4 separate regions of the Mus musculus genome follow, and all the other regions are linked to region 3. Evidence: chromatin contacts called from public HiChIP or PLAC-seq and promoter capture Hi-C data. All regions are on one chromosome and are shown on one strand. Each heading gives the region's core, a stretch centred on a gene start, on an enhancer-like site or on the middle of the called end of the contact. The rest is flanking DNA. Distances are from core to core; before and after follow the strand shown. Region 1 overlaps Agpat4 (1-acylglycerol-3-phosphate O-acyltransferase 4 (lysophosphatidic acid acyltransferase, delta)). Region 2 overlaps Plg (plasminogen). Region 3 holds the start of Tcp1 (t-complex protein 1). Region 4 holds the start of Map3k4 (mitogen-activated protein kinase kinase kinase 4).

Region 1 (3,597 bases), core at 632-3,131, 780 kb after region 3:
TAGCTTTTATTTAGGGCTCTAGGGGAGCTTTAACCCATTATGAAGTAAAAAGGATGCTGGTTTTTGTTTGGTTTCAGGACCTGGAGGCGAGGGGCTGAGGTCTATACTTTACACACCAAAGCAGACCTGACCTCCAGGTTCTCCCAGCATCCCTCAGTTCCTACCTGGCATACCCTGCCCCAACCCTGAACTTTCCAGCCCAGGGGCTAGCTGCCCTTCCCTTAGAAAGCAGACGTTTTGGTCTCTCCATCCTGTCCTCTTCTCTCTCTGCTAGCAAACCCCTTTTCCCTACCCCACACCTTTTCTGAAGCAACTTCCCTGGCCTTGGTCCTTGGGGCCAGTGAACTCCCCCACTGGACAGCAGCTTCCCAATAAACCTGCCTTTAATAGAATCTAATCTGGTTTAAATTGGCCCTTTTCACCAGCAGCAGAAAAATAACCTATTGTTTTTCACCAAGTTTAAGCATAGAAAACTATTTTTTCACTCTGATTTCTCAGCTTGCAGAAAAAAAAAAACAAAAAAACAAAAAACAAAAAAACCAAACAAACAAAAAATCCGAGGAAATAGTCACTTTTCTAACCTTCTTTTTCCAAAGTTTGACCCTGTTTTCTGTTTTTAAATTTTCACCTACCCAGCTCCGGTTGTTTTGGATGTTTTGTGTGCGTGTTGGCACACGTGTGTGGGGATTCCTGTGGGACCTGAGGCTCATGTTGGGAATTCACATTGTTGTGCCTCCACCTTATTCAATAAGCAAGGATCCTCAATCCAACCCAGTGCTTTCCCCTACCTAGCTGGCTCAGGGGATCCCCAGTCTCCGTGTTCCCCATGGGTCACCACACACGTACCACATTTGCACGGATTCTGAGGCTCCAAAATGAGGTCCTCATACTCACACACGAAGTGACCTAACCACTGAGCCATCTCCACAGCCCGTCTAGTATTTTAATACTAGAATAGTCTTTAGAAGGATTCAGTAAAATTTCTTCCCATGTTAGTGAATATTTCCTTTTCCCCCCACTGCCATGGGCAGTGGCAGATTGAACATTGGGCTTGGAATCACTGCCTCATCCCGATATGCACAGCTCCAACTTTACCACACATTAACAATTTCCTCTTTAAAAAGCCACACTCCAGGGGATCTTGCATATTAATGAGCTCACTCATTTCCTCCTTCTTGCTTCTCTCTGTTTCCCAATTAATTTTCCAAGATTACCTATCATTTTGTTAATATATTGAAATTTTTAAGGCTCAAAGATTTACAGTGACTTTAAAAATATTTACTAAGGCCGGGCGGTGGTGGCACACGCCTTTAATCCCAGCACTTGGGAGGCAGAGGCAGGCAGATTTCTGAGTTCGAGGCCAGCCTGGTCTACAAAGTGAGTTCCAGGACAGCCAGGGCTACACAGAGAAACCCTGTCTCAAAAAACCAAAATAAATAAATAAATAAATAAATATTTAAAAAAATTACTAGATTTGTATGTGCGCGCATGTGTGTGGTGCACCACATCCATGCAGTCCCTGCAGGAGTAAGAAGACGGCATTGGGTCCCCTGGAATTGATGTCACAGGTGGTTGTGAACTGCCATATGGATGCTGAGAACCAAATCCAGGTCCTCTGCAGGAGAAGGCGGTGCTTTTGTTGATGTGCCTCAACCCCTCACAATGCACTTCTAACAATCACGAGCAGGTTTACAGCAGCCATCACTTGGCAAATGATCGCTTTGTGATTTGTTATTCCGGGTTTATTCACATGTACATTTTGCAGGTAAAGAATGAAGGCCCCGAGAAGTTCTCTGACTTGATTTCTTTGAGTCTGTCTGTCCTTCAACCTCCCAGACCCTTGCTTCCCCTTTCATCCTTCCTCCTGACCTGACTCACAAAACCACTGAGAAGACAGACTAAGACGTGGAAATACCGCGGATGGTTAAAGTCATGTATGCCTGCACCCACAAGCAATCCGCTCAACTAACATCTGTGAGTACCTACTGTGTGCTTGACAGCACTCCCCTGCTCAGTAACAGAACTGAGGGTCAAAGGACAGAGGGAAAAGGCTTCTTCCAGAACCCCGGGCACAATCTCATTTGGCCTGTCTCGGTGGTATGATTTAGCAAATCCTGAGGTTTACTGGGAGGACTTAGAACTTCCTCTCCTAAGCCTTGGCCCTGAGCCCTGTGCTAATAGGAATTTCATTAAAGATCATTGCCCAATGGCCAGAATGAAAGCAGCACTGAGCTCAGTGCTGAAAGCAAGCCTGTTCCGGCTGCAGTTCCTGCTCTTCTCGGAACTCCATTCCTAAGACAGCAAAGTCCGGCAGCTTCGAGACTCTAGAAACACAGATGACCATATCTCTCTCACAAACTTCTCAGGTGGTAGAGCACACCACAGGCCATTGTTGCTCTCTGGAGGGCAGTGCTAAAACAGCTGATTTCACATAGATGACGTCTATAGATGTCCTAGGGCTCCGATGGGAAGGTGGTTCAGAAGTGTACCAGCCACATAGGCATGAGGATCTGAGTTCACAGTCCCAGCACTCACATAGAAAGCAGACACGGTGGTGTGCACCTGCAGTCCCAGTGCTGGGGGAGAACACAGATAGGTCTCCAGAGTTGCTGGCCAGTCGGCCTGGTGTAATGAACATACCTCAGGATCACTGAGAGACCCTGTCTCAAGAAATTAAGGTTGAGAAGCAAGCAAAGAAAGAAAAATGGCTGATGTCAACCTCTGGATATTAGACACACATGCACACATGTGTACACACATACACACAGCCCTTGGTCTTATGGTCTTATAGAAGGCAAGCCATAAGCACAGGTGGCTTAGGTCCACATGGAGAAGTGGGCAGTATGGTTTAGCATGTTAGTTAAACAAAGCACATGAATGAAGCCTCGTGCAGAAAGACCCGAGGGAATTCTAGTTACCAGGAAGAAGACATCCATCCTTAGCCATGACATAGCAAGAGCCCTGGTGGATGTCAACACTGTCAAAGCATCTTTGGGTGGTAAAATGGACCTTCCTACACTCATACCACCTCTGTGGAACTGGAACAGAAACAAACGTCGATCCAACGTCACCCTGACCCCAAGTACAGCCAGCAGGAGGGAAAGGCCGTGGTAACATCACGGCGACTCTGCAGCCAGTCTACCAAAGAGTGAGCCAAGCAGAGGCCTGTGTGCCAAACAGCAATTGCCTCCATTGAGAAAACCCAGGCTTGGCAAGATGTCTGGAAGGAAAACTTGGCCAGGTCACACACAGGACTGTTTCCCTTCACAGAAGGCCACTCTGAAAACCTGAGATTAAATTCTCTGCCATCCCCCACTGTAAAAGCGGTGATCACAAATGAATGAAATGAGTGACGGTATTCACCAGACTCACTAGGGTGCAACCCACAAGACACTCATGACTCAGTTATGTGAAGGAAAAGACAGGGAGGAAGCTGCCTTCTGATGGCCAAAGTCACTGGAGTCAACTCCCTGGGGCCAGTGATGGTGGCCCACAGCAGACACGGAGGAAGTACGGGTTCTCAGCACGGAGGTAAATAATGGAGAAGAAATGTGTTCAGACATACTGGCTAGGAGCTGAATTGGCCCCCAAATAGAA
Region 2 (3,818 bases), core at 448-2,947, 520 kb after region 3:
GACATCCAATGACTTGTCTGTTGACCTCATGTATACCTGCTGCTCTTTGAACATGTAAATTCACTCAGTCACTATGACTGTCTGTGTCCATTGGTCATCTGCCTGCGAATCAGGATGCTTGTTCTTCATTTTAGAACATGAGGCCCTCCCTTCTTCTATCGTTTGTTCTTTTCCCCCCTCTCTCCTTCCCTTTCTCCTTCTGTCCCTCCCTTTATTCCTTCTTCCTTTCCTCTTTCCTCTCTCATATCCTTGATCCCTTCTTTCCTTCCTTTCTTCCTAATTTGCTTTTTCCTTCTTTCCTTCTGTTATCCCTTCTTTCATTCCTTCCTTTCCTCCTTCCTTTCTTTCTTCCCCTTCCTCCTTCTCTTCATTCCCTTCCCTCCCTCCCTCTTTCTCTCCTTTCCCTTCCTTCCTTCCTTCCTTCCTTCCTTCCCTTCCTCCCTTCTCTCTCCCCCACTCCCTCCTTAATTAATTCTCTCACTTCCTTCCACTGTCTTACTGCAATGGCCCCCAATACTCTTGCTCTCTGGCAACTCATACCCCATGAGAGCACTGTGCTTCTGGCTAGTAAGGCTTCCCAGGTGAGGACTGAAAGAAATGGAGATGCAGATGCCACTAGAAATATTAGCCTGTGAGCCAAACATAAAACTACACTCCAGTGATTTGCAGTGGAATGACCCAGCCCAATGATGGGAGCCAGCATCAGCCTTAGCACAGGGAAGCGGTGGTATTAGTTCTAAGCTTTATGGTGACTTGTTCTCACAGGGATTTCACCAGTGGGACCTTACCACCTCCACTGATTCCCCTTGCTTCTACAGAATTTCTCAGGAAAGGGAGCCAGTTAATGGCTTCTCCTCGTTCAGGCCTATTTCTCAAAAGCCAAGTTCCTGTCATATTCTGCCCTCAGTAATCTCAGAGAAATTTGGTCCACACGAGTTAGCCTAAAGCATGGGGCACATGGAAACCTAAACCAGCTATTAATCCTCTCATGGTTAAAATCAAAGACATACGCATCTGGGAAGTTCTCTGGGGTCTTCGAATGCCTGTGTGGAAACATAGCTGCCCAGGACTGGCACTTCTTCCCTGTGATGGTAGTGGACGATGTACCCCGATAGCTCTGCCCATCGCTCTGGTAGCATTCCTGGACCACAGGTGTTTGCTCCTCTGGTGGAACTGAAATCAAAGCGGAAGAAATTGAGACCAATAAGATCTGAAACAGGCAGACCTGAGCACTAATTTACGACACATGAAGTAAACCAGTCTCTCTGTACGTGTGTGTGTGTGTGTGTGTGTGTGTGTGTGTGTGTGTGTGTGTGCATGTGTGTGTAGTGTGTGTATGCTCACACACAACAAGTACACCATTTATAGTGTTGTACCACGTATTGAAAAAAACCTTGGAAGATGAATAAGATTGGCCAGAGTGTTGATAACTGGAAATGCCATTATGTACAAGTTATTTTTATGAATTGCTACCAGATGTTCATGAGAACAAGAGGCCAGGATGCTCTGTAATGAGGGCACCAGGCAGGACGGGGCTAGACCTATCATTCTTGCATACTTCCCTAGACTTTCTTTGGTCATAGGATACCAAAGCCTTGAGCTTCTGGGGATGGGGCAGAGCTGGTCCTGCCTCTAGGACATAAGAAAAAGGCCATTTATTCTCAGAGATGACCACAGTAGGACTCTAGCTGGTTAGGACTGTGAAATAGTCTTGGTTAGTTTGTGAGTGGATCCTCAGACACAGGAACCTCAAAAAATAAGAACAAAATAGAAATTCAAGGAGCAAAACCCACAGCATCGGAGATGAAGAATTCCTGCAAGAGACTGATCAGCAGACGGCAGGGTTAAGCGAGCAGCCAGTGAGCTTAAAAGTAATTGGGTAATGGGTTCCACATGACACAAAAGAAAAGGATGGATGGTGGCAAGGAGACCACGGACAGAATAACTACGTTAATGATGGACTTAAAGCCAAGCATGCACAGTGATATTAATGCAAATATCTCGGTCAGAAGGCTAATGAGACTCATCACACAAACACTAATGTAGGCAGAGCTGCAAAGTCTCTGTTCAAATGAGTAAAGATAAACTTCAGAGTTTCCGAGACAGAAGGAGTATTTTCAGAAACAATGGCATGACAGAGGAGACATCATCCCATCGAGAAGATAAAGAGGTCTTCAATGGGTACGTGCCTACCAACAGAGCTTCACAATACAGAAAGCAAACAGAAGCAAACGAAACAGACTAATCTGCAGTTAAAGTCGGACCTGTAAGCAATACAGTAGGAATACAGAACCCTAATAGAGTTTGCAAGTTGACTTTTATAAGCTTCCCAACCACAACAAAAGTCAAGATTTCAAGAGCTTGGGGATCTCTCACCAAGGCTGAATCCTGTGCTACGGAGCAAACAACAGGTGAAATACTACAAATGAAATGATAGAAGCCTCACTCCGACCCACAGCAAGATTAAGTGAAGCAAAGGTACCACACCCTGATAGATGGCAAAGAAGCCAGTAGAGACAAACTTGTATAGTGCTGCTGCTCAGTGAGCCCTTGTGACCCACTCTTACCTGAGGAATCTGACTGGTCTGGTGATGCTGAGGACTCGCAGGATGGAATCTCACAGTACTCCCACCTCAGCTGGCTGTCAGTGGTATAGCACCAGGGAGCAGTTTCTCCATCTGGGTTCCGGCAGTAGTTCTCTTCCAGATTTCTAGAACGGAAGTATGGGTTTCGCGCTTCAAAGACTTTCAGTGAGCAAGGCGTGCACATGCTTGTTAGAAGGAGTGCTGTACATGTCTAACACGCTAGAATCGTGCATGCTGAATGATTGACAGGTACCAAGAGGAAGCTTGAATTGGGCTTAGACATCACATGGCATGGCAGGTTATCTGGCATAGAAGAAGCAATGACTAAAATATATTCTTTGGGCTAGAAGTGGCTCAGTGGTTAAGAGCACCGATTGTTCCTCCAGAGGTCCTGAGTTCAATTCCCAGCAACCACATGGTGGCTCCACAACCATCTATAATGTGATCTGGTGTTCTCTTTTGGCATGAGGGGTACATGCAGATACAGCACTCATATACATAAAATAAATAAGTAAATATTATATATATGCATATATATGCATACATATATGTACATACATATATTCCATGACTTCATGTGATGGAATAAAATGAGTCTTTAGTTCTGGGTTGGGTACTGCAATGTATGCTGGCACAATGAGGATTTTCCCTGAGTCTCAAACTTACTAACTCTAGAGCCCTAGAGTTTGCATTTCTAGTAAACCCCTGATGGTGTCGGTGGGGCACACTTTGAGAAAGATTGTAGCAGGTAAAACACTGCTGAATGTCTCTTTCCTTGCATGTGACCTAATCGATCTTCATTCGTGAATTTTGTTATACTACAACCAAGATGAAGTCAATGGGGTCTGCATCCCACGGTCACAGGGGTGAGAAAGGAGACGGGAGGGACATACTTGCAGGGGAAATTTTCTGGTGTCCTGTTGTGCCTATGAGGGGTTTGCTCACTCCAGCGCTGACAGGTTTTCCCAGACACGGTGACAGACACGGTCCCTCGGTAATTTTCACCTCTTCCTTTCAGACATTGGTAGGTTGGGCTGGGTGGGGGCGGGGGTGTTGCTTGAATAGGGGAAAGAATTGATCATGAATGGTTTTCCATTAAGAATGCACCAACAGATGTTTTGGAAGGATGAAGGCAGGGTCTCTCTGCTATGTCCTCTCTTACTCCTCTCAGGATTTTACACTTGGGGACAGCTTAGTACTTTCAGTTTGGTAACCTGTATGTCTACATGGCCA
Region 3 (3,903 bases), core at 1,261-3,760:
ACAAAACAAAATCTCCAAAAAACTTTTCTTCTTTCGAGTGGAATTAAGGTTATTTTTAAGTTACATTGTCTATGAACAAATTAGATAAAGTCCATTTTCACTATTTAAAAACAGATTCAATTCTTTCCTAGTAAAGGGTAAGTCTATAAATACTTTTCCCTCACCATTTATTTTGCCAGGTCTAAAATCTGCCTCACCAAACAGTATTTTACTACTTAAGCAGGCTAACTCACAAAATGTTACACTATTCGCCATGTTTGCTGACTAGCCATTAGCACTATATGGTAGCAAATTAACTTCTGCAAATTTCTATTTTGAATTCCAAAGATTTCTTGTTCACATTTAAAATACAAAAGTATCTATTAAACAACAAAGAAAAAAGTCCAAACCTGGTAACATTTTCTACATGAACATCATCATGGTTAAGTAGGTTTAAATAAGGCTCCAAATTCACGAGACTCCAGTATTTAAAACAAGCTTGTATTTATTTAATCACCTTAAGTTCTTCCCTTACTTAAATTACACAAACTAGTTACAATGGTTAGTTTTCAAAAGTTTGTGAGACTGCCTTAAAAGGTGACTTATTTCTGACCTAGAGTATGACTCTCTCATGGATTCAACTCTAATAAATTGACTATTCTCTAGCCATTTCCTGGTAGCGTCTCACCACTGAGGTAGTTCCATCTCCAACTTCTTTGTCTTGCAGGTCAGCCAGCTCACACAGAACTTTGGCTGCGGGATGTTCTACCTCCAGTAACTTCAGGATGGTGGCACCATCGTTAGTAATGGTTACATCCTAAGAAATATGAAGGAATAAGTGGTCAACACAGAAACCAAGCTCTAGGATGCCATCCATACTCAGGTAAAAACAAAGACTTTACCAAAGATTTTTTTTTGAAATTTAAAACAATGTACTTTTATCAAGGCAAGCAAGAGCAATTAGATATATACTTACACCAATATCATCCACCAACATTTTATCCAAGCCAACTGGCCCAAAAGAACTTTTAACAATGTTGGCAATAGAAGCTGCAGCCATAACTGTAGATGAACAGTGAAAACTAATTAGAACAACACATAAACTATGACACTCAACTACCTATGATTTGCTAAAATCTAAAGTCTGTAATTACTATTTAAAAAAAAAAAAATCAAGCCGGGTGTGGCGGCGCACGCCTTTAATCCCAGCACTCGGGAGGCAGAGGCAGGCAGATTTCTGAGTTCGAGGCCAGCCTGGTCTACAAAGTTGCTTCCAGGACAGCCACAGCTATACAGTGAAACCCTGTGTGTGTGTGTGTGTGTGTGTGTGGGGGGGGGGGGGAATCACTTACTTAAGGACCAGTGAAGGTTAACTATTCTTTTTTCTATTTAGTATTGGTATATCACCGATTGCAAAGATTTTAATGCCTCAAATTATAAGCAATCTTAAGTTCATTCCTTACTACTACACTAGGGGGGAAAAAACCCTTTAAGTTCAGCCTTTCTCTTCAGACTCTGGCAAGTTTAGTAAGAATATTAGATAGTTCACCAGGATAAAGTAGTAGTAATTTCTAAGAGAGTTGTTTAAAAAAAAAAAAAAAGCACAACACAGAACACGGTTCCTGCAAGGGAATGCTTTCAAGAACAAATTCAACCACAGCAAACCACGTGCTTACTCGTATTAAAGTTAACCACGATAAAGGCAGCTAAAAGTATCGCTTAATAACGTTCAGTTTGCATTCCGTTACGTTTTACTGGGGGAGCAGCTGTCACCTGCAGATTCTGGGCATCCAAGAACCAGACCAGGGAAGGGAAGCAACGCAAAAGCCACCTAGATTCTATGAGCATCTTCTCAAGGGCCAATGGAACCGGTGAAAGCTACTCTTTTCTGGCTATGTCAGAGGTGCTCCAACCGGCTTGGAACCCAACAAAGGAGCAGAGGGGAGTGGCGGAGAAGTCTATCTGGAGCTCCTCTACTAGGTATTGGGGCACGGACGCCCACACCCATCTTGAACGCCTCCCCCAACCGTGTGCATTCTCGAACATTCTTCCCTTACACGGTAGGGCGCAATGGCGCCGAGCCGGCCGCTAGTGAGGGCGGATCCGGGATGGCTGGGCTTCTCCTGAAGGAACTTCACTGGGCCCGGCGGACAGCCCCGGCCTACGGACTGCGGCTGGGCTTCGGCCTGCGCCGCCGCGAGCTGGACCCTTACCATTCTCTCGCCCTTACCATTCTGGGAGCGGACCGCCTCCCCAGTGCTGCGGTCCCCGAACACGGACAAAGGACCCTCCATCTTCAGGAAACGAAGCAAAGCTCACTACGGCCGCAGACAACCGATAGCTCCGCTCTGAGACCGTTTAACGGCCACCACGGCGGGGACCACGGCGTGGAAAGGCCCGAGCGATGCCGCGGGGCCTGCTGGGTAACACGCCCTGCGCGCTCTCCACGCTCCACCAACCGCAAGGTCTGCCGGGAAAGCGGTAGGGATTGACAGACGAGGGCTGGGCGGGGCGAAAAACTGAAAACGCCGGAAGTAGGGGGCTGCGGGACGCTGGGTCAACTAGAGACAGTAGAAGAAAGGCGCGAAAGTGGAAAACGGAAGTCAGGCTCTTGGCCACGGCTAGCGTGTCCCGCCCTCCGCCTCAACGTCTGCGGTGATTGGTGAGCCAGGGATACCGATCGCTCACTCGGCCACTCAGCACCAGGGAGCTTGTTAGTTCCGGGTCCTTGAGACACCGAGGTACTGCCGGCCCTTGTAGCTTTACCCACAGTTAACATGGCTGCGACTAGTTGTTCCCCGAGACGACCCTGAGCAAAGGAAGATAGGGCACTGTGTGACTTTGCCCAGGTCCCGTCAGCCATGGCGCTTCGGCCGCGGTTCTGGAAATGTCTGTCAGTTTGCAGGAAACTGGGTAACTAATCTCGCCCCACCTCCTTGCCTGCGCTCTGTGCACAGTACGTGTGCATTTGCAAATGCGATTTTGTACCTGATGTGGGAAAGTGAAAGATGCATGTGATCTTTTTCATTTTCTAGAGTGTGGGTTCGCAGCCCTCTCAACCAGTTCCGTGCCGGCCGTGCAGCCCGACGTGGAGAGTAAGGAAAACGAAGCGGTGGCCCCGGAGTTCACCAACCGGAACCCTCGGAATCTGGAGCTCTTAGGGGTAGCTCGGAAAGAACGGGGCTGGGCTACCGTGTGGCCTAACCGTGAGTTCTGGCACAGGTAATTAAAGTCGGCTTGTGACTGACTAAGCTGTGCTTAGCACCTTACCAATTTCACCAATCCCCTGACTGATCCTGCCAGGTAAGCCTCGGGATGTGTCAGGAAGATGACATGTGGGTAGAAAGCGACCTTGGAGCAAGCAACTAGTTAGTTGCCTTGAAGAAAACTTAAACGGTAATTTGAGAATAAGCGGCTATGTCCTGAGGCCTCTCTGAAGGTGACATGTCAAAAAGCTGAGATCTAAAGGACAGGAAGCCGCGAAATCATTTGCCATGAAGGCTATTCTAGCAAAGGAGGCTAGGAGGCTGGGATTGAGTGTCTGGAACTGACAGGCCTGTGTACCTACCTGTTCAGTAAGTAAAGGTGTGTGTGTGTAAGCTGTTACAGAATAGAGTGCTAAGTAGAATTAGTTATTAGCGTGCACATTAGGGTAAAGTTTGAGCCTTAATGATTTTTTAATGGGGGGAATAAAGGTTAAAAGTTCATTAATAGAAACATTTTATGAAATACATTTTAAAATTTGTATTCATTTAAAGCACTTACTGAGTTCACTGAGGACCCAGGCAGCTTACAATGGTCTGTAATTCCAGTTCCCAGGGATCTGACACCCTCTTCTGACCTTGGCACACAGCGATACATTCCCAAAAATAATCATACACATGGAAATAAATGTTAAATTTTATTTTGGGAGAACTACGCAGT
Region 4 (3,686 bases), core at 451-2,950, 600 kb after region 3:
GAATGGTTTCTGCTCCAAAGGAGCCAACAGTCTAGAGGTAAAGAAATGCTCTGAGAGTAAGCGGAGGATGCTGAGGTCTCTGGCCTGGAACCCTGGAGGCACCGGAGAGTGCTGCTGAGAAAGACCATTGTGAATCAGCTAGTCTATCTATGTATGTTGAGGCAAAAAGGCCCTGCACACAAACCGAGTTAGTATCAAGTAATCTAGGTCTCTATGCACATCGAGTGGTACGATGAGATGATGTAAATGTCTTTAGTTCCTTCTAGAATATGCGGTACCCAGTAGACAATGAAGGATAAAAAAAAGTCATGGCTCTTCCTGAGGCTGATTTGTGTTCAGCGTTTTATGAGTGGGAAGCAGTGTGCCCATTGGCTCACTTCCTGGCAGCAGTCAGAGGTTTCCTTATCGACTCTCCTCATATGCAATTTAAGGAGGGCTCAGGTTAGCCCAGTGTAGAGGGAGACGAAACTATCAGAATTACAGAGAGATGGGAAACACTCTGCAGAGCTCTCAGTGAAAATGAATGGGTCTTTAAAATTATTAGGATAGACTGAGTTCATTTCCTTTGAATGCTTCGTTTTGCTTTGTTCTCTCTCCCTCCATTAGGCAACTTCTCACGGCTGCTTCCTTAGTGTCTCCCGAAGTCCTAATGCAATATGTGCACTGAATAGTTGTTGACTGACTGCATGTTGTTGAATTAATGAAAGGGATGTCAACTCAGAAATCCAGCACTGGCAGACATTATAGATAATGTAGTCTACTGTAACAACAGCAAGAGTATGCTCTTTAATTACAGAGACATTTCTGTAACACAGCTGATTTCAGAGTATCTTTATCTTGCTTAGCTCTTAAATCTTACCTTGAAATTTTTTCTTTCAGTCAGTTAAAAAAATTTGTTCAAAATTTATATCTCTACATAGCAAAGCTAAAGAATCATTTTTTTAAAAAAAATCAAACTAAGTGGAAACAAACATATTTGATTCTGAATACGATTTCTGAACTGAATCTGGATTTCAGAAGGCATGATTGCAACTCAAAGGCTGTAAAGCTGCGCAAGCTAAGAATGACTGAAAGATGCTCTGCTATTTCAATTCTTTTAATAACTTCAAATCTTTACAACTTCTTTATCCCTTTCTTTCTTCTTTAGTGTAGCAACTGTGCAAGTTTCTGAAAAAGCACTTTCTAACCTTGGGATCCTGGGTGAGGACGGCGTCCTCTGCTGCCTGATTGGTGTGTCACTCTGATGGTCTGAGTCTGCAGAAGGCCCACACTTCCATGTCAGAGCTGTGGGCGTCTGGGTGACATCATCCTTATTCCGAAAGGCAGAATCCAGTGGCGCAGAGACCTTGAGCTCCAGTTTATGAAGCATTCCTGCTCGCCCAGACAACCCTACCTCTCCAAATGTCTCCTGTGCCCTTAGCCTCAGGACCTCCCGAGGCCACCCGCGGTCACCCAGCGACACCTGATTTACCACTGGCCAGTGCGCTCCTCCCTCCCGCCTCGCCCCGCCCAGGCGGACTCAGCCGCCCGCCGAGGCGTGTCCCTCGCTGCCCGCCGTAGCCCAGCGTTCGGCCGGCCGCCGTTCCCAAGATGGCCGCTGCGCGCACGGCTCCTGCGGCGGGCTAGAGGCGGAGGCGGAGTCGAGTCACTCCCTCACCCCGCGGCTCCTGGTCTTCCCGCACCAGGCTGCAGCTGACGACCCGCCGCGGTCATGCGAAGCTTGGTGCACGGATGAGAGACGCCATCGCCGAGCCGGTGCCCCCTCCTGCCCTCGCCGACACCCCTGCAGCCGCCATGGAGGAGCTGCGGCCAGCACCGCCGCCACAGCCCGAGCCGGATCCGGAGTGCTGCCCAGCGGCGAGGTGAGTGCACGGCTGCAGCTGCAGCTCGGAGGGAGCAGGGTGGCGCGTGAAGGGGGCGTGGGGTCCTCGGCTGCGCGCCAGGTGGGCGCGGAGCATCCGGACCTCCGGTGGCGGGAGGGGCGCGGTGCAGCGCGGAGCCCGGTGCTCCGCTTCCGCGCGACCCCTGCCCGGGCTCGGAGGCCAAGCTCCCGAGCGACCCTGGCCTTTGCAGTAGTGCTCCCCGGGGCCCTGCTGCAGACAGCCCCAGCTTGCCCCGGACTGCCGCTCGGGCTCGGATCAGTGATCGGATGGAAGGAAGGTGGTCCATCTTTCTCCTTTTTCCAGGAAAAGAGAGGCGACGTGCCTCTCGGCAGTTCCTTGCTCCTTCAGCCCTTTGCAGCGCGCCTCCCAGCCTTCTGTCCCCAGGGCGAAGCTTCACGTAACTGCAGACAAGGTTCCTTGTCAGAGATCCTTTTACTGTCTTCTAGCAACAGCCTGATGCAGTGTTGCGCACGAAAATAGCTAAGGGTTTATGTGTGAAACTTTGCTACCGCAGGAAGCTCCAAGATGGAACTTTGGTACCCAGAGTATCTGTTGCATTCTGCTCCGTAGAAGCTCTTTTAACTGCTACGAAGAGTCTCAAGTTTTAATTGGGAGGGTAAACTCACGGTGTCCTGATTTTGTGTTTAAATGCCAGTCCTTTGCATCTCAGGATAAACTTTGACTGCTTCCTGTCCCCTATAGTGAAAACACTCCCACAACTCCTCCTGGCTTAAGGTCTCGCTCTATAACCTCAGGAAGAAGGCAGTTAAATAGCTTTGCTTTTTCCTGCTTGAAGAAATAGCAAATTTATAGTTGTAGCGAGACCCGAACACGGGAGCCATTCACATCCTTGCTTGTCACCACTGGGTTGCCTGAGAGGAATTTTACTTTTTCAAAGCCGTGAGAGCTACTGCATTGTGTTTCTTAATTTCAAGATAGTTCTGTGACATCTTTTGGGGCATTTTCTTTAAGGAATAGTACAGGGTGCTATTAGAAGTCTTTTTTCAGAAAGTTCATAATTTTCTTAATGTATTGAGCTGTTGAGCAATTTTTACTCCTTTAATCGTTATTTTAGAAATAATAAATGTGAGTCCTTACTTAATGCTTAAAATGTTTTATCACGTAGCCATTACTTTTGTTAATTCATTTAATCTTTATAACAGTCTTATGAGTTAATTCTGCTATTCATCTCCTTTATGTAAGAGGAAACTGAGGCAAAAGGTAAATAGCATATATAAAGATTAACAGCTTGTAATGAACAAAAGTCTGGCTGCCTAGTTTGTGCCTTAATTATCACGAGGAAGAGGGATGATTTCATACCCACAGACCCGACATTATAATTCTATGTAACTGTTCTCGGGGGAGAAAATGGACTTGAGCGGTGTTAGGCAGAGGGATAAAAATCTGCTATCAAAACGCTGCTTTCCTATTGATAAACAGCCTTGCCTTCCAGCCAGGAGCCTGTCTCTTTGTTATAATAAAAATAGGTCAGGATAATGGGCCTCATCCAACTTTACGTGAACAGCAGTGTACAGAACAAGGAGATCTTTGAAGTATTTTTCTTAGCAACATTGCAGTTAATTTTACAATAGCAAATGCGTAGAGCAGATTTTTTTTTTCTCTTGGTGAAGCTGCTGCTTTGCCTTTTTGCTGCAGTAATGGACACTGCCTCCTCTTCAGTTGGCAGGGGTGACCTCTGGCACTATTACTGTCCATCTGTGGTAAGCGATGTTGCAGGGAGCTCCAGCTGTTTGTATGTGGTCCACATTCCTACCTATTCACAAGAGGCTCATACATTGCCGT

Evidence for each region. HiChIP or PLAC-seq counts read pairs in DNA pulled down with a chosen protein or histone mark. Capture Hi-C pulls out chosen DNA fragments and counts their contacts.
Region 1: an H3K4me3 HiChIP or PLAC-seq map of bone marrow-derived macrophages shows a contact between it and region 3, with 7 times the contacts expected there. The contact joins the enhancer-like site here to the promoter of Tcp1 in region 3. A contact is called at or near these places in 4 of 39 promoter capture datasets (the 3T3-L1 cell line, embryonic stem cells and pre-B cells), 1 of 484 Hi-C or Micro-C datasets (LSK cells), 2 of 115 datasets of contacts at active chromatin or transcription factors (bone marrow-derived macrophages and extraembryonic endoderm stem cells) and 1 of 9 other capture datasets (adipose tissue).
Region 2: a contact with region 3 is called in an H3K27ac HiChIP or PLAC-seq map of extraembryonic endoderm stem cells, with 5 times the contacts expected there. The contact joins the enhancer-like site here to the promoter of Tcp1 in region 3. A contact is called at or near these places in 8 of 39 promoter capture datasets (the HPC-7 cell line, cranial neural crest, frontonasal cranial neural crest and 3 more), 1 of 484 Hi-C or Micro-C datasets (liver), 3 of 115 datasets of contacts at active chromatin or transcription factors (the SCID.adh cell line, T-cell acute lymphoblastic leukemia and extraembryonic endoderm stem cells) and 1 of 9 other capture datasets (adipose tissue).
Region 4: a promoter capture Hi-C map of liver shows a contact between it and region 3, with 2.1 times the contacts expected there. The contact joins the promoter of Map3k4 here to the promoter of Tcp1 in region 3. A contact is called at or near these places in 9 of 39 promoter capture datasets (the 3T3-L1 cell line, the C10 cell line, the HPC-7 cell line and 6 more), 2 of 484 Hi-C or Micro-C datasets (erythroblasts and uterus), 8 of 115 datasets of contacts at active chromatin or transcription factors (the 230-238 cell line, the SCID.adh cell line, bone marrow-derived macrophages and 5 more) and 2 of 9 other capture datasets (adipose tissue and liver).

Annotation. Positions count from the first base shown.
Region 1 is chr17:12,133,760-12,137,356 of GRCm38.p6, reverse strand. All of the region lies in intron 1 of Agpat4 (1-acylglycerol-3-phosphate O-acyltransferase 4 (lysophosphatidic acid acyltransferase, delta)), which reads right to left. Among named protein-coding and RNA genes, the nearest start is that of Agpat4, 16 kb to the right of the region's middle. Within about 2 kb of position 1,881, at least 35 of the 459 cell types and tissues checked have an H3K27ac peak or open chromatin away from gene starts, as enhancers often do. A contact at or near this core is called in adipose tissue and bone marrow-derived macrophages, where this site is marked.
Region 2 is chr17:12,395,445-12,399,262 of GRCm38.p6, reverse strand. Plg (plasminogen) reads right to left here. Exons shown (of 19, transcript NM_008877.3): 8 at 3,479-3,641; 9 at 2,568-2,710; 10 at 1,011-1,173. Among named protein-coding and RNA genes, the nearest start is that of Plg, 19 kb to the right of the region's middle. Within about 2 kb of position 1,697, at least 2 of the 459 cell types and tissues checked have an H3K27ac peak or open chromatin away from gene starts, as enhancers often do.
Region 3 is chr17:12,914,936-12,918,838 of GRCm38.p6, reverse strand. Tcp1 (t-complex protein 1) reads right to left here and starts at 2,510. Exons shown (of 12, transcript NM_013686.4): 1 at 2,210-2,510; 2 at 956-1,041; 3 at 668-796. The coding sequence starts at 2,273. It overlaps Mrpl18 (mitochondrial ribosomal protein L18), which reads left to right and starts at 2,748. Exons shown (of 4, transcript NM_026310.3): 1 at 2,748-2,892; 2 at 3,015-3,201. The coding sequence starts at 2,841.
Region 4 is chr17:12,316,674-12,320,359 of GRCm38.p6, reverse strand. Map3k4 (mitogen-activated protein kinase kinase kinase 4) reads left to right here and starts at 1,700. Exons shown (of 27, transcript NM_011948.2): 1 at 1,700-1,862. The coding sequence starts at 1,732. 4732491K20Rik (RIKEN cDNA 4732491K20 gene) reads right to left here and starts at 1,507. Exons shown (of 2, transcript NR_045290.1): 1 at 1,188-1,507.